Regions from separate parts of the Lactuca sativa genome. Here region 2 is linked to region 1. Evidence: chromatin contacts called from public Hi-C data. All regions are on one chromosome and are shown on one strand. Each heading gives the region's core, a stretch centred on a gene start, on an enhancer-like site or on the middle of the called end of the contact. The rest is flanking DNA. Distances are from core to core; before and after follow the strand shown. Region 1 holds the start of LOC111905585 (SHUGOSHIN 1). Region 2 holds the start of LOC111905584.

Region 1 (5,486 bases), core at 1,752-4,251:
TCTTCTTCTTCTTCTTCTTCTTCTTTCTTAACAAAAACCACACAATTTGAATCATTATTATTATTATTATTATCCTCTTGCATTCTGTCTTCCTCCTCTTTAAGATCCACATTGTCTGTATCAAATAAGTCTTCTGTTGCTTTTGCTTCTTCCCTCTTAATAAACCTTGCAGATTGCCTCCTACTTAAGATTGAGAAATTTAACCAATTATAGCATTCTACTTTTGGAATTTTACAAATAAACTTTCGTATTTAGGGTTAATTTCAAAAAATACCTTATACTTTGTGTTTTTTCCAGATTAAACCTTTGACTGAAAAAAACCTTGTATTTTTTCATTTTTTTCGGAAAAAGCCTCATCTATGAAATTTTTTTTTCCAAAAAAACCCTCAGCCTTCTAAATGCTTCCAAATAAACCCCCCAACTTTTTTAGTTTTTCTCAAAAAAACCCTCATGTTTTACAATTTTTTTGGAGAAAAATGACTAAAAGGACCAGATCGGAAAAAATGAAAAAATACAAAGTTTTTTTTCAGGAAAAAGAATTGAGGTTTAATCAAAGTATAAGGTCTTTTTTGAAATTAAACCTTTTATTTAAATGACCTATTTGGGTAGATTTTTCAAACACTACTTTTCTTTCTTTCTATTACTATTTATAGCATTGTACTTTCACTTTTTATCTTATTAAGGCATTGTATTTTGAGAAATCTACCCAAATATAGCATTTTATTTTTGAATTCTACATATGTAATTGCTAATAGAAGCTAAATAAATTTTGTATCAAGAAGAAATACAAAAAAGGAATTTGTGCACAAACCTTCCATTGTCACCCACACCCTTATCTTGTCCATTTCTAACAGAAGAACCTAAACCTAAAATCAAATATGAACAAGAATAAATTAATTTTTAGAAATTGATATACACATCATGATGAAATATATTAATAAAAACAAAACAAATTAAACTCACTTTTGGATTTCTGCCTTCTGCTTTTATTACACTGCTCTTCTTTATCTATATTACAGACTCCTTTCTCCTCATTCTCAGATACTTTCATCTTCTACAAGTGAATACACAAATATTTAAGTAATTTTAAGTTTTAACCCATGAGGCCTTTATAAAGTGACTCAGGAGAATTAAAAACTAACCTTAACATCATTTGTTTGACATGTTTTGGTTTTCCTTTTTCCCTGATATAAAAAAAATCAGCATTAGGTTGTTGACACTAAGCATGTTATGTTTGCTGATGAAGAAAGATCAAGAAACTAACCTCTAACTCCATTTGTTTTGCTATAAGAACACCATTTTTGCATCCAAGTTGATGTTGCATGTCTTTTAGCTAAAAAAACAAAAAAGGGTTTTCAAATTTCAATATAATCAATTAATCATAAAGAACCTATTTACCATATAACTGTATGAAGAATGAGATTTACTTACCCTATCTTTCCCAGAATTTACTTCCTGCAAAAGTTAATGAAATATGTTACTTAATTGAAAATAATGGAAAATTGAAAAGGTTAACGACAATGAAAAAGTCAAACAAACCGCTAGCAGTTGACTATTTGACTGAGCAAGCTGTAAATTCTGTTGTTGCATCTTTTGTAAAGTAACCCTCAGTTTGTGTAATTCAGTTCCACTGAGATCAATAATTCTACTGCAACAATATTAAGGAAAGTTATGTATCCATGTTAGAGTCTGTAAAGGTTAGTTTAGTAATTTTCATAACTGAATGAACTCTACAACCATAAATGAGGCTTCATGTTATATAACCATGGATAAGAGTGGATTTTACCCTTTTATAAAGTCACTAATGTAAGAAGGAATGAAGGATACCTTTTTTCTGCTAAGTGTTTCTTAAGTGCTGCATTTTCCTGGATTATATTAACATAGAATCATGTAAGCAACATTTAAACATGAGAGAAACCATAAAACCAAGGTGACATTCATCTTTTTATGTTTGAGAAGTGCCAGAATAGCAAAGGTGAGTACCTTTTGGAGCTGTTCTATAAATTTTTCTTTCACAATAGCTGAATTTGGAAGAGACTTTTTATCTTGGGTCAAAGTGCTATGTTTCTGTTGAATGTTGCTTATGTCAGCAAGCATTTTCCTCCCTGAAGCTCCAGTAGAATCCTTGGCCATTTTCTCTACTTTAGGCTTATCTAGTTTATCATGAAGGTTTACAATAAAATGAGCAGAATATTAAGAAAAGAATCTAAGTAGAAGGGTACACAAAAAACTAGAACTTCAGAATAGCACTAACTCCAAACATGTGCATCTTTTGGGGGAGACTCTATGTAATATCTTAGCTTTTGTCATCTAATACGAGCAATATTGATCTTTTCACTACTTATGGAAATTTATTTAACTAGTTCAGACAAACAATCGAAGTCTAAATTGTAAACAAAAACCCGGAATTCGATGTAGCTATTAGAGCTGGCGTTATCTTAAATGCGTCACTAAATAATGGGAAAACGCAAGAAAATTTTTCGTAATTTTATATCTGTAAACTTGTGATAATATCTTGAAATTTTTGAAAATTGAGGAATATTGGCGAGTTTAAAAGGAAGGACTAATAATTCAAAAAAATGAAACCCTAGTTCGCACTGGAAATCAGTATTGGCCGTTGAATTTCACGAAGAAAACCCTGGAATCTCAAATGGAAACATGGGGTTTGAGATCGCATTTCGTAAAAATCAAATGTTCGATTTTGCAAGGGCATAAAATCTTTTTCTTTACAAATGAAAATAGTCAGATTGATGAAGAAATAGAGCCAAATGAGCTAGCACATACCCTCAAGCACGAAGCCACCTTCCATGATCTTGAACACTGAAAACCCTAATCCGTAACATCAACCTTCAGGCTTCAAGTCCCTCCCTCACACACACTTACACTTCACACGGTCTCTCTATTTCTCTCGCACACACACACACATACAATCAACTAGATGTACTGTAGAACAGTAGAAGAGAGCAGGTGCTAGAAATCGAAGCAGAACCCGAGCCTAATTTTGAATCTGCGAGCCTAAATTTGAATGGACGATCATTGGGCCTAATGGGCTAACAGCCGGTATTTTTTTTTGTTTCGAAAACCGATTCGGTTTAAGTTAATATGGTCAAAACCGTTTTAAGGAGAAAATGGATTGGATTCAAACCGGTTCAAACCCAAAAAAAAAAAAAAAAGTATCCGAACCTATACAACTCGGATGGGATTGGATTGGGCAACATCGTTTTTAAAAAGAAAACAAAAAGACTGAACCATTTTTATAAATTTTTTGATTTTTTGAAATACAAATAACGTGAACTAAATATGTTTTTTTTTAAATAGAAAATCTAATATACTCATAAACTACTTCTTAATCCACATATGTTCACGACAGGACTTGAACCATCAACCTTTAGGAGGGAGGGCAACACCAAATACCGTTAATCTATAAGCATTTTCATATGAAACAAGTATGTACATATTCAAGCATAAAAACATGAAACATAACATTTATGTTGTCAGCAGCATTGTTGATTTGATTATTCATGGTAGTTGTTTATTAATCATTCATTGTTTGTATATTTCTTGTTCAACTCTAATAATTTATCTGTTCCATATCATTCAAGTAGTCTTTCAAGCAAATGCACACTTCCACCAGCCGAAGTTACTACCGTCGGAGTTTCTTAAATCCAACATCAACTGCTACCTCTTGTTGCCAGAGTTCCGCCGCCACCATACCATCGTGGGAGAAAGATAGAGAAGGAGAATGAAAGGGAAGGGTGGTTTGTTGTTGTGTTGTTGCTTAGAAGCTCCATAAGTGGGTACATCTTCTTCCTTTGTCGGTTATGTCTTCTTTTTCTACTTCAACCACTTCACACCACCACCACCACCGTCGGCAGTAGTGGTTATCATAAAATCACCACATCATCCCCATGGTACTATTGGTTGGTGGTGAAGTCAAGATTGCTTCAAGATCCTTGGCTAAGTGTTCTATAAATGTATTCTTCTTCTTTTATGGATTTAAGCTTTGGTGTAAGTGTCTTGTGCTTCCTATGATCACCATTGCACCACCATGTGACCACTACTTCATAGTGGTTGAATGTTATTGTGTTTTTCAGCCAATTTATTTAGTATAAAGCACTTAATGGGTTTGCTTTGAAAACCAAACCCATAAACCTTTTCTAATGAGCTTTAAGTGAATAAGTGGGTTAATATGTTGATTTTGTGAATAACCTCTTAATCCATTAAGATATTCTTGTTATAATACTTTTTATAGATGTTTAGAACTATTATTTCACTGAAATGGTTAGATATGTGTTGCGACATGAAAACCCGGATTTGACATGCAGAAATGATAAGAACATATTTGACACAATGGTATGAGTGGTTAAGAGATATATTTGATCATGTTGATGAGTTACAAAAAGGGATCTAGATCTAGTCCACATAAATAACTCCAATCACTATTCTTTATGACTACATCTCTCAAACACATTCTACAAATGATATGACATTCACTATATATAGAGGTGTAAGTACAAGTCTCTCTCTCTCTCTCTCTCTCTCTCTCTCTCTCTCTCTCAAACACATAAAACCCACATGTTAATATGGGTCTTCTAAGTCTTCTCTTTGACATCCTCCATGAAAAACTTTTCATCCAACATTCTTCCCCTCAAAGTTCGGAATTGATCTAAAATCTCGAAAAGCATCTAGCAAATAAGAAGTCCATCCATGACATCATAATAAGAAGCAATGATGACGAAATCCAAAAACTCCAATCTTCCGTGGTCATTAAGCAATGATGGGCTGTAACAATATAGAAAAAGTTCCAAAGGTAATAATCAACCCGAGCTATCAAAAGTAATCCCAAAAATATCCCACTTAGTAAAAAAAAACCATCAAAAATACCCACTTCGGATTAAGCATTCCAAATCACTTCTTGTTACACCTGTCAATGGCGGAAACGTCGGGGTTGTGACGCTGTAACATCCGCGTTTTTTGCTAAGCATTATTATTATGATGTAATAGTTAGGGTCAACAATTTTAACATATTTTATGTAATTAAAAAGAATTATTTGGGTATTATGTGATTTATGTGCAATATATGTGCTTATAACGATATACTAAAATATGAATAAAATACGCGTCTAAAATAAAATAATAATTAAACCCAATATATTTGAAGAAATTTGAAATAGTCATAACAAAGATTCTGGAGATATAAGGAACGTTGAAATCCGACTTATAACGAAGAAGTTAAGACCCATCGAAGTTTTGCGATTAAACCGGCACGACTCCGCGTATTGTAAAAAGTAAATTCTTGACGAAATACATTTTGGCCTTAGCGATCTAAACAAAAGTCGTAGTAGAGGTTAAACCGAGAGTGTCCATGTAGAGAACGTCCAAATCTGACTTCGTTAGACGGAGTTATGATTTTTCTAAGATTCAGTGTAGCAGTATACAGCCCGAAAACCGAATTTTAGATCGGTCGATTTTTAGCTGAAACAATC
Region 2 (5,486 bases), core at 1,607-4,106, 460 kb before region 1:
AGATATCAACTTTTGTATGTGTGAAGTTGACTACTCCAGAGTCAAAGAATGAGCGCAACACAAAATCCAAATATACTACAAATGGATTTAGTTTGTGTTTCCATTGACTTCCTGAATCAAACAAATAGATTTGCTCACATCCAAATATCATTAATTATCAAAAAAGTTGAAATACGATAATACTTTTTGATGCATATTGACAAATTTTGTTTGCAAGAAATAATCCTGTTATATACTTACATAGTTGAACTCTCGTGACCGACACACCTCTGAATGTTGTAGATTCATTTTACTGGATCGATAACGAAATTCAAAGATATAAATGCAATAATTTATAATTTATGATCACAAGAAAGTTTTAACAATCAAAATAATTGCATGGCCTATTCAAAGCATGGTTTGATATGGTTTTTAAAGTTCTTAAATAGAGATTTTCCATTATGCCTTTTTCTAATTTCATGAAATTGGTTGAGTAAAAGGCGAGATTACATCATAGGGGATTTCAAGTAACAGTAAAAAGCTATGAATGAGTTGGTTAAATTTGCCATTTTAATGGCAGACACACACCATGCATCATGGATACTCTAAATTAACACCAAGATTCCACAAACAATATATTATTATTATTACCTATTATTTTATTTTATTTTACAAAACTATTTAGCTTCTGATAAGATACTGAAAAACTTTCTAATAAAAGTTAAGTAAAATTGATGAAATATTATCAACTTTACTAATATCCATTTATAACTGTAGTTCGACAGATAGAAACTTTATCTTTAATTTATAAATATGAAAAATGAGTTATATGAGAGATAGTGTAGTAGACGGGTTATTTGTGTTTAAATATTTTATTGTTTTTTGGTATATTCTGATAAGTATATAGTTATTTTTGTTAAAACTACATAAAAACAAATTATTATTTGAAAATTAAACTAATATTGGAAAAAGCAGGAGCAATGATATGCAACTGCTACATGTAATTATCTCAGGTGAAGAGCCCCACATCCACCAAAAACTCTACTACCCAATCCACACCTTTCACATTATAATATGAAAAGTGAAAGTAGAATTTTCCACGACAAAAATGATTAAGCTCACATAAATATTTTTTTTCTTTTATCGATGATACACAAAACCATGAAACTTTTATGATTTGCTATTTAATAACGTCTAAATATAAGATTCGAATGTTTATATTGTCTTCAACAAGTCTTGAAAGTAACCAGTTAGTAACCACAATCACAAAATTAACGTAAATCAAACGTATATTCATTCATAGAAACAGTTCCCCATCCTTCTGGAGGACAAAAAACCTCGCCAAAAATCACATTTCTTATGTGAAAAGAGAGTAAACAACACCAAAAATGATAAAAAAAGAAAAACAAAAAAACAAACAAACAAGTAGAATATAAATAAGTCAGTCTCCTGTCGTTTGAGATGACTTAAATTCTGAGTTCATATTACATTACCAAAAATATCAATTTCAGCCTAACCGAAAGAACATGGAATAGTGGAAAAGGAAAGCCCTCAATCAAACATAGAGGCTCAAAGGGTTTGATTGTGCCCTCTCTTTTTTTTTTTTTTTTTTGCTAATTATGGTTAGGATACTTAAGTTCTAAGAAAAAAGTAATTAATGTACACCAATTCTAAAGGGTAAAAAGCAAAGGGTCCATCCTGGCCATCCCTTTCATCCTAATAAACTTTTTCCAAACCTAAAGAAAAGGATGGAAATTGACATATTAATTTGTAGCTAGATTATGGTTGGAGGGAAAATCAAAATACTAGTCACTAAATGTTGGTCAATGGTTGTGATTGGTGAACAACCTTTTGGTTCTTGGTGTTGGTTGTGGGAGTAGAATCATAATCATAGTCATGTGCTTCACAACTTTGCTCAAAACCCCTTTTCCTAGTCATGATCATACATCCACCACCATTGTTGTTGTTGCCGCCACCAATGATTGTGCTAACACACGAGTCTTGGTGGAGGAGCATCCGAGGTGTGGTGGTGGAAGTTGATGGGATAGTCACGGGTGGGATCTCTATTGAGTTGAGTTGCGGTGGTGGGTGTTGCCACTGTGGAAGTGGGCCGGCAAGAAGCAGGGTTTGGAGTAACGGGCCCGCTTCCACTACTGCCTGCAAAAACTTGCCATTCTCCGGCAACCCTTTTTTCAATACTACATTATCCATGATTTCTGGTGGTGTTTGTTGCGGTGGCAATGAAATCCTTTCCATTCCTTGAGTTCCAACAAAGTTCTCATCAGAACCCGAAGATGAATCCACACCTAAATTATGATCGTCTTCTTGGTAACTTGTAGGAGTGGTTTTAACCAAAGAAGTCGTAGCATTAGCTTCAAATTCTTGAATCTTTTGTTGGAGTATTAGGTTCTCCAACACTAAGCCTTGACACTTCAATTCGGCTTCGTCTCTTTCTTTGATAGTCTTTGACAAAAGACATTTGAAATGCAAAACTTCATCTCCTTTTCTTGCAATCTCTTCATGAGCACATGCAATTGTTGTTTCCAATTCCAACGTGTACAACAAAGTGTGTTTCAACTCTTGGATTCCTTGCGCCTACTCAACAATTAAAACAACTAAAAGGAATTAACACCAAACACAAAAGAACAATAGAAATATCGAGATTTTGGTTAACTATGTTAATCAGAATCAAGAAACTATTCACGAAGTGGTCTTTACCTCTTCTTGGTAGTAACAATCCCAATTAAAAGGACTACATTCATCCTCCATCTTGATAAGAGCACAAAGCGAGAGTGCGTGTGTGTGTTTTGCGTTTTGCAAGTTGAGGGAAGGGTTTTAAGTAGAAGTTGTTGGTTTCCTTTTGCAACTTTTGCTTTTGCTTTTGGGCCTTTTTATTTTGGGGTTTTCTTCACAATGGCGACAAGAGGTTGTGAGGTACCAAGGAAAAACAAAGGCCAAAAGCAAGTAGAATAGAAAGTTCAAGCATAGTGCTTTTTTAATCCCGTTGAAAAATCTTTTATAAGATCCCAAAAGAATATATATATATATATATATATATATATATATATATATATATATATATATATATATATATATATATATATATATATATATATATATATATATATATATATATATATATATATATATATATATAGAGGTAGAGTTCAATAGACACCCATTATTAACAAGAAAACTAAAGAACCAATCGTGAATGTCAGAAATCATATACTTTGCACATTAGACGCAAATATAATGTATTATACCATAAAACTCACTATTTACAAAAAACTCACCTCTTTTTTGTTTAATTTTTTTAACCCACGCTTTTTATCGAAAAAAAAAAAACAAATATAATGTTGTTTACGATTTTCTTCTTCTTCCCATATAGATCTATGCTGATATATATAAAAAAAATATTTTTTTTTTGAAAAAAACTCACTTCATTTTGTTCTATTTTTTCAATATTAAAGTTTATTTTTATACAAAAAAATTAATTATACAAAATCTCAATTTTTGTCCTCTATTAATAAACATCAACATCGATAAAAAAAAAAAAACTCAGTCAGTTTTAATTCACATTGTGAATCTAAACTGTAAATATTTTAACTTTTACATTCACAATGTGAATCTGACTTACTATTTAAACTCTTTGATCATTCACAAATTAAGTGAAATTTAAATATATATCGAAATATATTTTCATGTAGTTTTATAATATGTTAATGTTTTGATTAATCGTAAATTAGTTTTGTAAAATCAACAAATGAATTTATTCACATTGTGAATTTGAATTGTATATAATTTAGTTTTTAGAATCCACAGTTTTTAAAATTCACAATGTGAATCTGACTTACTATTATTCATACTGTGAATCTGAGCATATTTACAATGTGAAACTAAACTGAAATTTCAATTTTTTTTAAATATCAATATGAATCTATATTTAAATAGTACCAAAAAAATATGAATTTTAATGTATTTATAAATTTTTTTCAATAAAAAATAGACATTAACTTTTCAAAAAACAAAGAAAATGAAATGAGTTTTTTTTGAAAAAAAAAGTTTATTTTTTTATACATTAATATGGATCATTATGGAAATAGACGAGAAATCATAAACAACGGTGTATTCGTTTTTTCTTTTTTGATAAAAAACATGGCCTACCAAAAAATAAACTAAAAAAAGGAAGTGAGTTTTGTTATAATCCGGTGCATGTGCGTCCATTGTAAAAGTCTACAACCATTCATTTTGCGGTTGATCCCTTTAAATTTCGATGCTTTGGATTGGTTACCTAGTTCCTTGATTAATAATGGTTCTCTATTGAACTTTATCTTTCTCTCTCTCTCTCTCTCTCTCTCTCTCTCTCTCTCTTTCTATATATATATATATATATATATATATATATATATATATATATATATATATATATATATATATATATATATATATATATATATATAGAAAGAGAGAGAGTAAATTACACAAATCGTCTTTAGTGCAAGTGCCAAAACGCATGTTTGGTCCCTATTTAAAAAAAAACGTTTGTTTTATATCTTTACGTTTCACCCTTGAAAGAGGAATTTGTTGCGGTTTTAGTCCGTTCTAGACTTAAAATGACCATAACGCCCTTGTGTAGTTATTTTTCAATTAAGCTAATAATACTTATTATTATTTTAAATTTAAAAAGAAATTGGGTCCCACTTGCCCTGCCTCCAAAAAAGAAATTGCACTAATCGATTCAATGGAAGGCATTAAGCAGACATAGCACTTGGTAAAGATTTGTATTTCGGGTGATGACAAGTAACTCGTGAAGGTCTATAATCAACTACGATTATCCTCTACCTTCACCTCATCCACTAAAGTTTGTATCTCTTATTCTCTTTATACTTGAAGAACATCACACACCATCGTCACCTCCCAAATTCCGATAATAAATACCTTAGGCAACCATCACCTCTCTCTCTCTCTCTCCCCCTCTTTATATATATATATATATATATATATATATATATATATATATATATATATATATATATATATATATATATATATCCCTCTCTTGGAAATTTATGGGTTCGAAAGCCATCATCGACTTCGACTACTCAATATTCGAAAAACTCAACTAAAATCCAAAACAGTGGGTTGGATTGAAGGTGGGAGTGATAGGGTGTGGAGGTCGATATCAGGCGTCTTATCCGAAGACATATGGTTCCTTTAACTCGCTCTCTCTCAACGTCACTCATAGATCTGACACATTTATACATCACCAACGCTCGATTTCGACAAGTGAGTTTAAAGATTTCAAGTTTAGATTTTTCGATTTGATGTGGTTTGATTTTTAAGGTTTGGTTTTTTAATTGTGGTTTGATTTTGAGGTTTCTTGAAGAGTGAGACTGAGAGATGACATTATATAAAGCATGCTGGTGGTCAGAGGCGGCTGGTTGTCGTGTAGCACCTGGTTCCTGGTATGTAAAATTAAGTACTTTGCATTTTTAGCCTTGGAC

The links. Hi-C and Micro-C count contacts between places; a contact is called where the count stands out from the background.
Region 2: a Hi-C map of leaf shows a contact between it and region 1, with 7 times the contacts expected there. The contact joins the promoter of LOC111905584 here to the promoter of LOC111905585 in region 1. A contact is called at or near these places in 2 of 4 Hi-C or Micro-C datasets (both in leaf).

What each region holds. Positions count from the first base shown.
Region 1 is chr9:103,576,184-103,581,669 of Lsat_Salinas_v11, reverse strand. It overlaps LOC111905585 (SHUGOSHIN 1), which reads right to left and starts at 3,001. Exons shown (of 10, transcript XM_023901284.3): 1 at 2,785-3,001; 2 at 1,984-2,153; 3 at 1,828-1,865; 4 at 1,540-1,645; 5 at 1,432-1,455; 6 at 1,265-1,333; 7 at 1,143-1,184; 8 at 964-1,054; 9 at 812-866; 10 at 1-183. The coding sequence starts at 2,809.
Region 2 is chr9:104,036,701-104,042,186 of Lsat_Salinas_v11, reverse strand. It overlaps LOC111905584, which reads right to left and starts at 2,856. Exons shown (of 2, transcript XM_023901280.3): 1 at 2,698-2,856; 2 at 1,413-2,574. The coding sequence starts at 2,748. The coding sequence ends at 1,792.